Regions from separate parts of the Mus musculus genome. Here all the other regions are linked to region 1. Evidence: chromatin contacts called from public promoter capture Hi-C data. All regions are on one chromosome and are shown on one strand. The core of a region is the stretch at or near the end of the contact, and the rest is flanking DNA. Distances in the headings are between cores, read along the strand shown. Region 1 holds the start of Magoh (mago homolog, exon junction complex core component). Region 2 overlaps Scp2 (sterol carrier protein 2, liver). Region 3 holds the start of Scp2 (sterol carrier protein 2, liver). Region 4 overlaps 1700047F07Rik (a long non-coding RNA gene).

Region 1 (2,722 bases), core at 39-2,538:
TATGACTAGAATTTACCGTATTTCACCTACTTGACCTTAAAATTCCCGCACCAGAAATTTGACCTTTCACAGAGGTCAACTTTGGCTCTTGAAAATGAACCTCTTGGGTAGTGGTCTCCACATTTGACCCACCTCGTTTTTGTTTCAGTTTGTGTGTGTGTATCTTACTTGGTAGTCCTGACTGGCCTGGAACTCACTATGCAAAGAGCAGTCTAGGCTTAAACTCACAGAGGTCTACTCCACTCTGCCTCTGAAGTGCTGGGATCAAAGGCATTGGCCACCATGCCCAGTTCTCACCTGGGTATTTTTTTAGAGGCTTCAGTGAAACTGGATTCTGTCAGCATGTGGCTAGGGCTGAGAATCGCTGCTAAATAAGATGACCAGTAGGAGCCGGGCGGTGGTGGCGCACACCTTTAATCCCAGCACTTGGCAGAGGCAGGTGGATTTCTGAGTTTGAGGCCAGCCTGGTCTACAGAGTCAGTTCCAGGACAGCCGGGGCTACACAGAGAAACCCTGTCTCGAAAAACAAAACAAAACAAGACAAAAAAGCCTAGTAGGGATCCAACATTCATTTAACCGACCCACAACACCTATCTAGACATGTTAGCTTGAAAGGGAAGAATGAAAGGCAACTCGTTCATGAGTGGTGACCCTCGTGAGGATGAGGTAGGAGGGTTTGTGGTTTCAGGTCAGTCTGGATCAGGTAGCAGTACTCTGCCTACACGTAAAATAAAGAAATAGCAGAAAGGGATGTTAGCTAAATGCAGGCAAGTTTCAGGCAACATTGTGGAATGGGAAAGGAGTCATTCTTAAAAGACAGCTAAGTAAAGCCAACTTTATTTTTCGGGACAGGGTCTTAGTATGCAGCCACTGGTCTCAAACTCTCATTACGCTCTTTAGACATTTACTACTAATCTCCCGCCTCAGAGCCACCTCCTGATCTACACACTGGGGAGTGGAAGAAGGCGGGGGATGGGGGTGGCAGCGTACTCATAGATGAGCAAATCATTTTGCCTCCTTTTACTGTGGAAACCCATCTAGGTTCAGAGTGTGAATAACCTCGTTCGACTCACTTGTCTCTTTAAATTGAGGTTGCGCCTGACAGGACTCTAGCGCTCAGTGTTGGGCTGAAACCCAGATGCAGTTCTCGGATCCCAAGATCTTCCAGAACTCTCGATATACAACCAAGGGGGCGTGGCGATCTTGACCCAGCGTCTAGGGGAGGGGGCGTGGTAATCTCGTTCCCGCCTCCGGAGAGTGAGAAACTCTTAGTGTCGCGGTGGCAGACGTCATTTCCGCGCGCCACCATTACGCCAGTATAAGACGTAGACCGCAGGCCGTGGTAGTGTCATCCGTTCCTAAAGTTCCGTCCTCCTTGTCCCTTGCGAGGCATGGAGAGTGACTTTTACCTGCGTTACTACGTGGGCCACAAAGGCAAGTTCGGTCATGAGTTCCTGGAGTTTGAATTCCGACCTGACGGTAAGAGCGGCCTCCCGGCTGCGGGCAGTGGGACCGGCCCCGGGGAGGGCGGAGAGAAGGCGGGCTGCGGAATGTGGCGAAGCGAAGCAAGGGACGCCGACCACCGTGCTGTTGGGTCGTGAAAGAGGCATTCTTTTGTCGGCTTCATTGGTTCTTTCTCTTCATCCGCTGGCGATTCTCCTTCGTAGCTTTTTAAAAAGCCAGGTTGCTTACATTCAACAAAGATTTAATGTCCATCTGAGAATGGGCTGTTTGTTTTCCAGTCTGGGGACAGAGCAACAAAAATAAATTTTCCCCTCTCGTGGAACATGTGTTTCAGAGCCGGAAGAAACCACAGCGATCTCTTGTAGTGTGGAGTGATCAAAAAGTAAGGTCGCTTTTAAAGAGCAGTCTGAGGAGTGTGAATTTGAATTAAGCCGTAATTGAAAAGGGATCAATTTTTGAAGTACAGGAAGAAAAGCATCTACAGGAGTAGCAAGTGTCATAGGACCTCAAAGAGCCAGACATATCCAGGTGGTCACTGGGGTGACTGAGAGACAGTAGTAGGGGGTGATGTTAGTCAAGAGCCTCGCTATACAGGTGTTTGTAGTGCTTGCTTGCATACAGCTTCCTTAGTTTTCAAAGTCCTTTCCCAACCCAGTTGAACATCAGCATGTTCTTCTCTGTGCAGCTAAGATAGCATTAAAATTCCTGTTTACAGCTGAGAACGTGTTCTTTTGCTACATCATGGCAGCCTTTTCCCGGGACTCTAGTTTACTGTCAGGTCCTTCTTCTGTTGTTCAGTAGTTTCAAGTGAAGTACCAAAAACACTACTATCACAGCTGGGAAATGGGTTGAAACATTCGATATAATTTAGGCAAAGCTCATATTCTTTGGAGGGTAATGGTGCTTTGTTCATGTTTTCTAATACGTTGCATTCTTTTTTTTTTTTCTTTTTTCTTCCGAAGGTAAATTGCGATACGCCAACAACAGCAATTACAAAAATGACGTCATGATCAGGAAAGAGGTACAGACCTTTCCTTCACTACGACTTAGCCTTTGGTTTCCCATTGCTTATGTTCTCTCTGGTAATGAAAGATGAAGTGTAGGAAGCGAGCACTTATTTCTAAGCAGCTAGATTATTTCTCTGATTCACTCCCCCCCCCCCCCCAGTGCTGAATCAAAAGCTAGTAAGTGTTTGAAATCTGTGTGTCTTGGTTTGTACCCTCGGTGTGCCCCATACTGACCATGTGACCTCAAAACA
Region 2 (2,818 bases), core at 248-2,747, 190 kb after region 1:
CTAAGGTGTGAGACTGCTTAAAAAAAAAAAAAAAGGCTGTGGACAAACTTCCTAATTTTACTCTAAAGAAAACGAAATATCTATGACAATTATACTGACTGTGTTGGCTTTTCATAGCTTGATTATTTTTCCCCTAAGGGGTTTCATCTCAAGTGTGAACTGCATGGTGTTCCAGGGTCATCAGCATAGAACTGATGAATCAGATTGAGGAAGAAACAAGATGAGCCCTCTAAGGACTGCAAAAGAGCATGGGTATTTGAAAGAAGAAACTCTTAAGTTTAAGATGTTATCTTAATGTTTGAAACAAAAACAAAATTCTGGGCAGAAAAAGAAGAGTGAGACCAGAGAGAGGAAAAACCATCCCGAAGTTTGTAAAAGTTAAAGACTATATAGTAGATAGTGGCCCCTATCCTTTGTAGGACAAACTGTATAAGAAAACGATTAAGTAATCACCAGGAATTTCAAGAGAAAAGGAGCACATTCGTGTTAAAAAGTTACAGGGTGGTTAAAGGAGGAAAGACATAGCTAGCCAAGGATAATCAACTCAGAACACACCAGACCTCCAAACAGACCCTGAGGTGGTTCACTGCGAAAGGCTCATCATGAAAGAGAATAATTAAAGCAAGAGGAAAAAAAGATTTTGTGGACTAAGAAAGATTCTCTGGTGTAAGATAACAGGGGCAAGGAGCCAGTGGAGGGAATGCTAGGAAGATTCAAGAGGGTATACATAGTAGCTAGTACAGGTGGTTGGAAACCACGCACACAGAGGAACGCTGGGCCTTGGAAAAGGAGGAAGAGAACCCGGAGAGGCTGCAAGGAAAACAGGAATCCCAGAAGGCTGGGACAAGAGGTAACGACAGAGGCAGAGACTGCAAAGACAGGAAGCAAGCAAGCCCCTGGAATTCCAACAGCAACGAGGGCTTGATTCAGAAACACATTTTCCAGGTTCCAATGGCACATGTAGTTGGTGGCTTTCTCTGACAGCAGCCAGAAGCCAAGGAGAAAGCCAACTGTGAGAAAGGCAAGCAAAAGGTGACTAGTCTACATTCCGCAGGCTTGTGGGCCAGCACTCCTGGCTTCGCTGCCTCTTTCTGAACAAATTTTCCTAAGGTTGTCTCGGCTTAAAAACTAAGTCTTAACTTTTAAAACCACGTTAACGAAGTTATGTCATACTTTCCCTTAAATGCTTAATATGTGGTTGGGGTTTGGTTTTTGTTGTTGTTGTTGTTGTTTGTTTTTTTTAATATGCAAGCGTCACTTATTGTAAAGCATGAGGACAAAAGTGACAGAACTTAGAATGTCACTTACCTGGCAGCTTCGGGAAAACCCATCCTGTAGAGGGTGACAACCACAGCTCCTCCGAGGCCTAGATTGTGCTGCAGAGCCACCTTTGCCCCGGGAACCTGCCTCTTTCCGGCTTCGCCTCTCAGCTGCCAGCAGAGCTCCGCGCACTGAGCCAGACCTGGCGAGTCGAGCACAGAGCGTCCCGGGCCGCGTTAGAGCGCAGACTCCGCCCACCCGCGCCAGCGAGCCGCTAGTTGGGACTTCCCGCCAAAGCCACGCACGCCTGCAGAGCTTAAAGCCCAAGATTCACAGCTAGTTCCCACGCTAAGAGAATTAGCATTTAAGAAAGACTCGAGTTCAGGAAATCAACACTTGCATTTTCAACCCATTTTTTTCCGGGTGTGTTGAAATGGAAAACACAGTGTCTAGTGGTGCACACTTTTAAACCCTGCACTCAGAAGACAGGCAGGCGGATCTCTTGAGAGTTCAAGGCCAGCCTGGTCTACAGTTTGAGTTCCAGGACAGCCAATGCCACAGCAAGATTCTGTCTCAAATAAATAAATAAATAAAATAAAATAAAAAGTGAAAGAAAATTTTGAGATGGGACATTTTGAAAAAGCAATGAGATCAAATTGAACTCAAGATGCTTGTGATATGAAGTGGGAAAATGAGGTGGGCGTAGGGAATGATCTACAACACTAAAAATATTTGAAGTAGTCATAAGGAATTCTTATTTTATATTTACTTAAAATACATGTAATACATATAAGTGTATTTGCATACATACATATGTATATACACTTTGTTTAAGTGATGCCATACCACTTGGGGTAATAGTGCCCGTTCCAGGAGCCACAGACTATCTAATAAAAAGCCCTGTGCCATGCATGAATTGTTTGGTCCAGGGAGATCAAGCTTGATTTCATCCCAGAAGTCAAAGGTAAGTGTCTATTGCGAAAGATAGCACACACACTTGAACACAGGACTCGAGAAGTCGAGCTGGAACTAATCCAAAAGCCTCCTGGGGCCTAGCTTTCATAGTACCAGAAGGTGCTATGCTATGCAAGCTGGAAGTGGGAGGAGGGCCAGGATCAACAGACCTAATCACCTGTGGTGCCTATGAGCCACAGAAATGATATCTCTACACAGCAAGATATCTCTAAAGGTTCAATAAAGACATGTAGTCCCTCCCACCTCTACCCCTCTGTGTAGCCTTGTCTGTCCTGGAACTAGTTCTGTAGACCAGGCTGGCCTAGAACTCACAGAGATCTGCCTGCCTCCCCAAAGTGCTCAGATTAAAAGCATGCACTACCAGTGCCCAGCTGACCTTTATATCTTGATGGTAAATATACACACTCACACATAATTAAAAATAAACCAAGGTGGGGTTGGGGGGAGACATGCTTTTAACCCCAGCACTCAGGAGGCAGAGGCAGGCAAATCTATGTTTGAGGCCATCTTGATCTACAGAGTGAGTTCCAGAACAGCCAGGGCTACACAGAGAAGCCCTGTCTTGAATAAACAAACAAATGAA
Region 3 (3,113 bases), core at 295-2,794, 240 kb after region 1:
TTTTTTCAGAAACTATGCTTTTTCTATACAGCCCATATAAACAGACATTAAGCAATCATGGGAAGACACTTTAAAATGGAACAACATACTAGCAGGGCATGGGGATCAGGGACACTTGCAGGTTCAGAGGGGGGGGGGCAGTTTGAGAGACTGAATCAGAAGTTTAAAGCCAGCCAGGGCCATATAAGATACTTTTTTAAAAAAAAATCTAGAGAATATTCTGGAAAGTTTTACTGCCCACCTACTTACTATATGAGAAGCTCCCCCTCTGAGAAACAGTGGGATGCCCTTTAAGTTTTAGAACATATTAGTCAACTTTTCTATTTACATGTTTTGAATAAATTATTTGTTTTCACCTGTTACTAAGATAATGTAAAATTTGGGTTTTGTTTTTTTTTTTTACAGTACAAAAAGATTCTTCACAGTAACTCTTTCACCAGTAAATCCATTTAATATCAATCATCTAACATTCACTGTCATTAGGCACGAGTGATTTATCACTGTGAGTGATACAGCAGTAAATAATTGTGGTACCCACCCTGTAGCAATACATTAGGAGAATATAGTCATCTGAACAAAGAATCCCAGTGCATCAAAGTAAATTAGAGCTAAGCTCAAGGCTCTAGAGGTAAGAAAGACAAGATAGGGCTGGCGAGATGGCTCAACGGGTAAGAGAACTGACTGCTCTTCTGAAAGTCCTGGGTTCAAATCCCAGCAACCACATGTTTGTTTGTTTTGTTTTGTTTGTCGGTTTGGTTTGCTTTGTTTTGTGAAACAAGGTCTTGATATGATTCAGACTCGCAGCAGTTCTCCTGGCTGCATCTCCTAAAGCTCATACTAGAGATGTGAACCACCCGGCCGGCCTACTCGGGATTTAGAATCTAAGGAAGTGTGAGATTTGTGCTGTGTTGGGGGCTCCTTCACAGACTAAAAAGCTAGAATAAGCAAACAGGAAGGCGAATAAAAAAATGACTGAGAGGGGCTGGCGAGATGGCTCAGTGGTTAAGAGCACCGACTGCTTTTCCGAAGGTCCGGAGTTCAAATCCCAGCAACCACATGGTGGCTCACAACCATCCGTAACGAAATCTGATGCCCTCTTCTGGAGTATCTGAGGACAGCTACAATGTACTTACTTACATGTACTTACATATAATAAATAAATAAATCTTTAAAAAAAAAAAAAATGACTGAGAGAACAAGCCCAAGATACTGAGACCCTAGTGACAGCATCATACACCCTCAGGTCGCCTCTCTGGAGGGAAAGGTCAGAGGGACAGCAGCGCAGACTGTGACCGTCCCCTTGCCGCGCTTCCCTGTCGCCTCGGACTGCGGGGAATAACAGAGGCAGATCTCTCGCTGCTCACAACTCTGTTTACCTTGGTCATGCCAACGCCGACCACGAACACCCGGCGCAGGCGCGGAGATTTCAAAGCGACAGAAGGCATGGCTCCAGCAGCGAAGGTCTCCTACAGACTGAGGCTTTGCAGAACCAAAGCCGGGTCGGGTCCGATTATCCCAACCCCAGGCGTCGGGGGCGGGGCCGCAGCGTCAGGGGCGGGGCCGAGTTACGGGAACCGACCGGAGGAGGCAGGGTAGAGGATGTACGCATGCGTGGCGATCCTAGAGCCAAGTCCTTTATGGGTTCTTTTGACCTACTGTGTTAGACTCAGGCAAAGTTTCTCAAGGAGGCCTCGGTTTCTGTGCTTCCTCTTTTTACAGTGAGAGAGGGAAGGCCTAAAATGGAAGCTCTGGCCTCAGAGGAAACTCAGAATCCTGTGGGGATTCTCTAGAGTGTTAGAGACGTTCTGTATGTGTGAGAGTAGTTACAACACGCAGTATATGAGCAAAAAGCACGATGTACACTAATAAAGTCAGAATTCTATGTGCGGATAAGATGTTTTTTAAAAATTAAGTCAGATCAGGGCTTAGTGGTTCACACCTTTAATATCTCCACACGAGAGGAAGAGGCAGGCAGATCTCTGCCAAAAATGGTACAAAGACCAAAATCCATCAAAGACCTGGTCCATAGTTCCAGGAAACAGGAAAGTCTCTAAATGTGGTAACCTTACGTTTTGGCTTCCGTAGTTCTGTTTCTTGCTAATTGAAGTGTGCCAACCAGAATGTGGGTTTCCATGATTGGACAAGTATCCTCTGTAGCCAGGAGCCATCAATACGAAGTTTGTTCTCAGCCTTAAGAGTGTCTGTGTCGGGCTGGAAAGATGGCTCAGCGGTTAAGAGCACTGACTGTTCTTAAAGGTACTGAGTTCAAATCCCAGCAACCACGTGGTGGTTCACAACCATCCGAAATGCGATCTGATGCCCTCTTCTGGGGTGTCTGAAGACAGCTACAGTCATAAATAAATAAATAAATAAATAAATAGGAAAAAAAGGTATATATTACTATCCCCTAAACTTAAAAAAAAAAAAAAAAAAAAAAGAGTGTCTGTGTCTCTATTACTATCCCCTTTAAAAGAAAAAAAAAAAGAGTTTCTGTGTCTGAGCTGGCGAGATGGCTCAGCGGGTAAGAACACTGCTCTTCTGAAGGTCCTGAGTTGAGATCTGACGCCCTCTTCTGGTGTGTCTGAAGACAGCTACAGTGCACTTATGTATAATAATAAATAAATCTTAAAAAAAAAAAAAAAAACAGACTGTCTGTGTGCTGTTCTCTGGTGGACATGCCTCAAAACAAATTCAAGTCCAGCCTGGAATCATCTGCAAAGTGAGACCCTGTCTCAAAAAAAAAAAAAAAAAAAAAGAAGAAGAAGAAGAAGAAGTTATAATGTGCATGGGGGGGGCTAACTTGCTCTGTAGACCAGGCTGGCCTCACATACAGAAATCCGCCTGTCTCTGCCTCCCAAGAGCTGGGATTAAAGACTTGGGCCATTACTGCCCAGCAACTATGCATATTTTTTTGTAACAGCCAGTCAAGCATAATCCGATCGGTCAGACCATGTCTGGTAAAGCGACTGCTCGTCTGTTACTATTTCTTTACTGTCCTTCCATTGTTCTAGCTGTAAATATTGTCCATGTTCGAAAGCTGAGCTCCCTGAGCCTCTTTTGATTATGAATAATGCCTATCTTATGTGTGAATTATTTCTTATGTGGCAGAGCAA
Region 4 (3,105 bases), core at 539-3,038, 140 kb before region 1:
GAGTTCCAGGCCAGCCAGGGACACATTGTGAGAACCTGTCTCAATCAATCAATCAATCAATCAATCAATAAAATGCAGCTTTACAAAAACCTTACCAGTCACCTGCGGACTTTCCCAGTCTTGGCCCAGGTTCTCAGACTGGCAGGGGCTTGGACACAGTCTGAATCCCTCATGGACTCCTCAGAAATGCGTGCAGCAAGCAGCTCACACCCTGAGCTCTTAGAGGGAGGGAGGGAGGGAGGGAGGGAGGGAGGGAGGGAGGGAGGGAGGGAGGGAAGGAAGGAGGGGAGCTGCAGGTAGCTGAAGCAGCCAGAGAAGGTTCTAGCTCTCTGTTCCTTATAAGATGACCACTAACATCTGCTTCTGTTCACACAGAGTGTGGCCTATCTGAATGAGATGTGTGTATATGAATGAACGTGCTGTACACGCCGGGATCTTACAGCCTTGCTGTATACAAAGGACTTCAGGCTGTTAGGTTACCTTTAATCATTTTGGTCCCGCGTGCTTAAATGGTAACATTTTTAAAATGTTGTGCAAAATAAAAAATAATATTGAATTAATTTCACCGGACTCCTTTCACTATTTAAAAAAAAACTAAAGTTAGACACCATGACGTGTGCCTGTGGGCCCAGCTACTCAGATGGCTGAGCTGAGAGGATAATTTCAGACTAGGAGTTTGAGACTGTCTCAGAAAAATCAAATAAAAACTTGGCTGCTATTAATAGAACCATGAGGCACATACGTCGCCTCACATTTATGTCTCCTCAAGCTGGTGTGTGAGCAGAAGCAGAGTGGAGGAGCAGTCGGGGACACGGTACATACGTGTGTGGGGTGCTGGTCCTGACTCCGCTAATGACAAGCAAGGGCTGAAGGTTTTCACAGCTTCAAAGAGGGGTAAGAGTGGATGTCTCTGCAGCCTTCTGGAAAAGTAGAAGCTATGGGGCTGTGTTCATTGTGGGAGGGATGAAGCAGGGGAGTAAGGGTCAGAGAAGTAGCTGAGGAGTGCTACTGGCTTGCAGTGGTCCTCAGGATTTGGGGTTCAGAGAGCTGCTCCAGAAATCTACTTCAAAAGCCCAGCGTGTATCAGGGAGGAAAGTCTGAGACGCCCCAGGGATTGCTGGCACTGGGTCACACAGTTCCCAACTTTGAGTCCCTGACTCTCCTTAGCCAGGGCTCAGCTAGAAAGAGAGTGTCCCATAATGGCTGACGGTTCCCCTTCCTGCCCAGCGCCCCAGAATTCTTTCTATCTGAGCCACAAGACAGGGTGGCCACAGGAACCTGGGGCCTGGTGAATGGTAGGCATATTCTCTGTCACTGAGCCACACTCCCAGTCAGTCTGTGTTCGTAGCTGAGACAGCACACTTGTAGGCTCTGGAGGAACACACCAAAGTGTGCTGTATCCTACATCTGGCGGATCCCACTCAGTTGGTGCTGTGATCGGCAGGTCTCAGCCCCATCTTACAGGAGGGCAAACAAAACCCGGGAAGAGGACAAGGACATGTCCAAAGAGGCTCAGGCATTTCCCAGTGGGCAGACGCATTCTCTCTGCTGACAACAGAAAGAAAAACATCATTTTCAAATTTCTGTGAGCAGAGGCTTTTGGTCCTGGCCTCTCCTCTGAGCTGCACTACCCATGCCCAGGATGATAGCTCGCTCGGCAGGCCTGGAAGTCCTCAGACTTACAGAGCAGAGCAGGCCTGCAGCCAGCCAGCTCCTTGAGGCTCTGTCCACCCAACCCAGGCCTGCGCCCTGGAGGTGCCATTTGTCACTGTGGCCAGCAGGGGGCACTCCAGGACAGTCAACTTCTCAGGCCACGGCCACAGGCATCGCCCAGGAATTGTGTCCTCCATACAAACATTCAACCCAGGGTCCCCATTTTTCTTCTCTTCGTAAGGACTAGACAGCCAGATATCTTGAACACATCAGGTTTAGACAAGTGTTTACCCACCTGATGCCTTGAGCAGGCCTGATGCTTCAGAAGGAACTGTGAAAGTCCCTGACAGAAAAAAAAATTGCAAGATAACACTTAGCTAGGTAGGCAATCCACTTATCAAGGAGCGGGTCAGAGGCTCTTGGAGTTGCAATGAGGGAGGTGCTGATTCAAAGGGCTTCTCAGGGAACCCCTTTAATCATTCACCAGGATGGGGTCTGCATGGGAGAGAATTCGGAATGTCAGAGTCCTGCCCCCTCTCCTCCCCTTTAATATTCACAGGAAGAACTTGGCTCCCTAGACCCAGGAAAAGCCTGAATCCCAGGCCCAGTATGTGGGTTGGGTTCCATCCTAAAGTCAACTCTAAGGTGACTCAGAACTCTCCCACCCCCTGTGCACAGGGGAGAGTAAGGGGCCTGGGGTCCAGGGGCAGGTCTGATCTGGTTATTTCTGGCATTGAGCAGGAGAGCCCACTGTGCAGACACACAGGAGCCAAGTTCTGCACTGAGTAGATAGCGCACACAACACAGTGACTCCCACACCTGCTTAGGACTGGTACTAGTGATGACTGTGTGTGTTGTGTAAACTGTAATCCATGGTGCTCTCACTCGGCAGACCTTCGCAGCTTCCTGTTCACTGCTAGCTCGTTCCTGACTCAAGCAGGGTTGGCTGTTTCCTCTGGCATCCGTTTCTGGGACAGCTTGCCCACCTGAACAGAGGCATGGATGTCTTCCATCTCCTGCCTACCCAGGGCCTGTGGTCTAGGTGATGCCAAGCCACGGAGCTGAGCACATGCCCGGAGTAGACCCCCACACCTTGGGGAGGGGGGTGTCTTCAGAGGACGTCCAGGCCTGCCGAGCAACCTGGGTGACTAGGGGCAGTAGTGCAAGCCAGTCACAGTCCATGAAGCTGTTTGCATCTGTAGGGAAGGCTGCTCTCCCTGTTCTCCGTGATATGAGGAACTTAGAGCCCACTACTCTGACTGCCAACAAACAGCAAAGCACTGAGCCTGGGCTCCCTCAACATGGCTCCATCTCTGGATCCAGCCACAACAGAGGGGAGCCCTCAACCTTTAAGTCCTGTGAGCCAATATTCTCAGTCTTTTTCTTCAGCTTAAGAAGTAAGCTTGTCACGCACAGCTAAAAAGCTCTTGTCTCTTATGGAACCTTTCAGAA

The links. Promoter capture Hi-C pulls out the DNA fragments that hold promoters and counts their contacts. Capture Hi-C pulls out chosen DNA fragments and counts their contacts.
Region 2: a promoter capture Hi-C map of pre-B cells shows a contact between it and region 1, with 2.4 times the contacts expected there. The contact joins the enhancer-like site here to the promoter of Magoh in region 1. A contact is called at or near these places in 7 of 39 promoter capture datasets (the 3T3-L1 cell line, the C10 cell line, the HPC-7 cell line and 3 more), 9 of 484 Hi-C or Micro-C datasets (CD4 T cells, Th2 cells, double positive thymocytes and 4 more), 5 of 115 datasets of contacts at active chromatin or transcription factors (bone marrow-derived macrophages, effector CD8 T cells, embryonic stem cells and 2 more) and 3 of 9 other capture datasets (adipose tissue, liver and pancreatic islet).
Region 3: a promoter capture Hi-C map of pancreatic islet shows a contact between it and region 1, with 2.6 times the contacts expected there. The contact joins the promoter of Scp2 here to the promoter of Magoh in region 1. A contact is called at or near these places in 7 of 39 promoter capture datasets (the 3T3-L1 cell line, the C10 cell line, embryonic stem cells and 3 more), 5 of 484 Hi-C or Micro-C datasets (CD4 T cells, the HL-1 cell line, LSK cells and 2 more), 9 of 115 datasets of contacts at active chromatin or transcription factors (bone marrow-derived macrophages, effector CD8 T cells, embryonic stem cells and 6 more) and 3 of 9 other capture datasets (adipose tissue, liver and pancreatic islet).
Region 4: a contact with region 1 is called in a promoter capture Hi-C map of hippocampal neurons, with 5 times the contacts expected there. The contact joins the enhancer-like site here to the promoter of Magoh in region 1. A contact is called at or near these places in 19 of 39 promoter capture datasets (the 3T3-L1 cell line, the C10 cell line, the HPC-7 cell line and 12 more), 1 of 15 datasets of contacts at CTCF or cohesin (embryonic stem cells), 1 of 484 Hi-C or Micro-C datasets (embryonic stem cells), 18 of 115 datasets of contacts at active chromatin or transcription factors (the 230-238 cell line, CD8 T cells, bone marrow-derived macrophages and 10 more) and 3 of 9 other capture datasets (adipose tissue, liver and pancreatic islet).

What each region holds. Positions count from the first base shown.
Region 1 is chr4:107,878,467-107,881,188 of GRCm38.p6, forward strand. Magoh (mago homolog, exon junction complex core component) reads left to right here and starts at 1,289. Exons shown (of 5, transcript NM_001282737.1): 1 at 1,289-1,479; 2 at 2,427-2,485. The coding sequence starts at 1,392.
Region 2 is chr4:108,069,949-108,072,766 of GRCm38.p6, forward strand. Scp2 (sterol carrier protein 2, liver) reads right to left here. Exons shown (of 16, transcript NM_011327.4): 12 at 1,309-1,462. Among named protein-coding and RNA genes, the nearest start is that of Mir6397, 16 kb to the right of the region's middle. Within about 2 kb of position 1,498, at least 364 of the 459 cell types and tissues checked have an H3K27ac peak or open chromatin away from gene starts, as enhancers often do. A contact at or near this core is called in the HPC-7 cell line, adipose tissue, bone marrow-derived macrophages and 9 more, where this site is marked.
Region 3 is chr4:108,117,003-108,120,115 of GRCm38.p6, forward strand. It overlaps Scp2 (sterol carrier protein 2, liver), which reads right to left and starts at 1,545. Exons shown (of 16, transcript NM_011327.4): 1 at 1,377-1,545. The coding sequence starts at 1,445.
Region 4 is chr4:107,736,338-107,739,442 of GRCm38.p6, forward strand. All of the region lies in intron 3 of 1700047F07Rik (a long non-coding RNA gene), which reads left to right. Among named protein-coding and RNA genes, the nearest start is that of Gm12907, 21 kb to the right of the region's middle. Within about 2 kb of position 1,789, at least 57 of the 459 cell types and tissues checked have an H3K27ac peak or open chromatin away from gene starts, as enhancers often do. A contact at or near this core is called in forebrain, hippocampal neurons, stem cell-derived epiblast-like cells and 1 more, where this site is marked.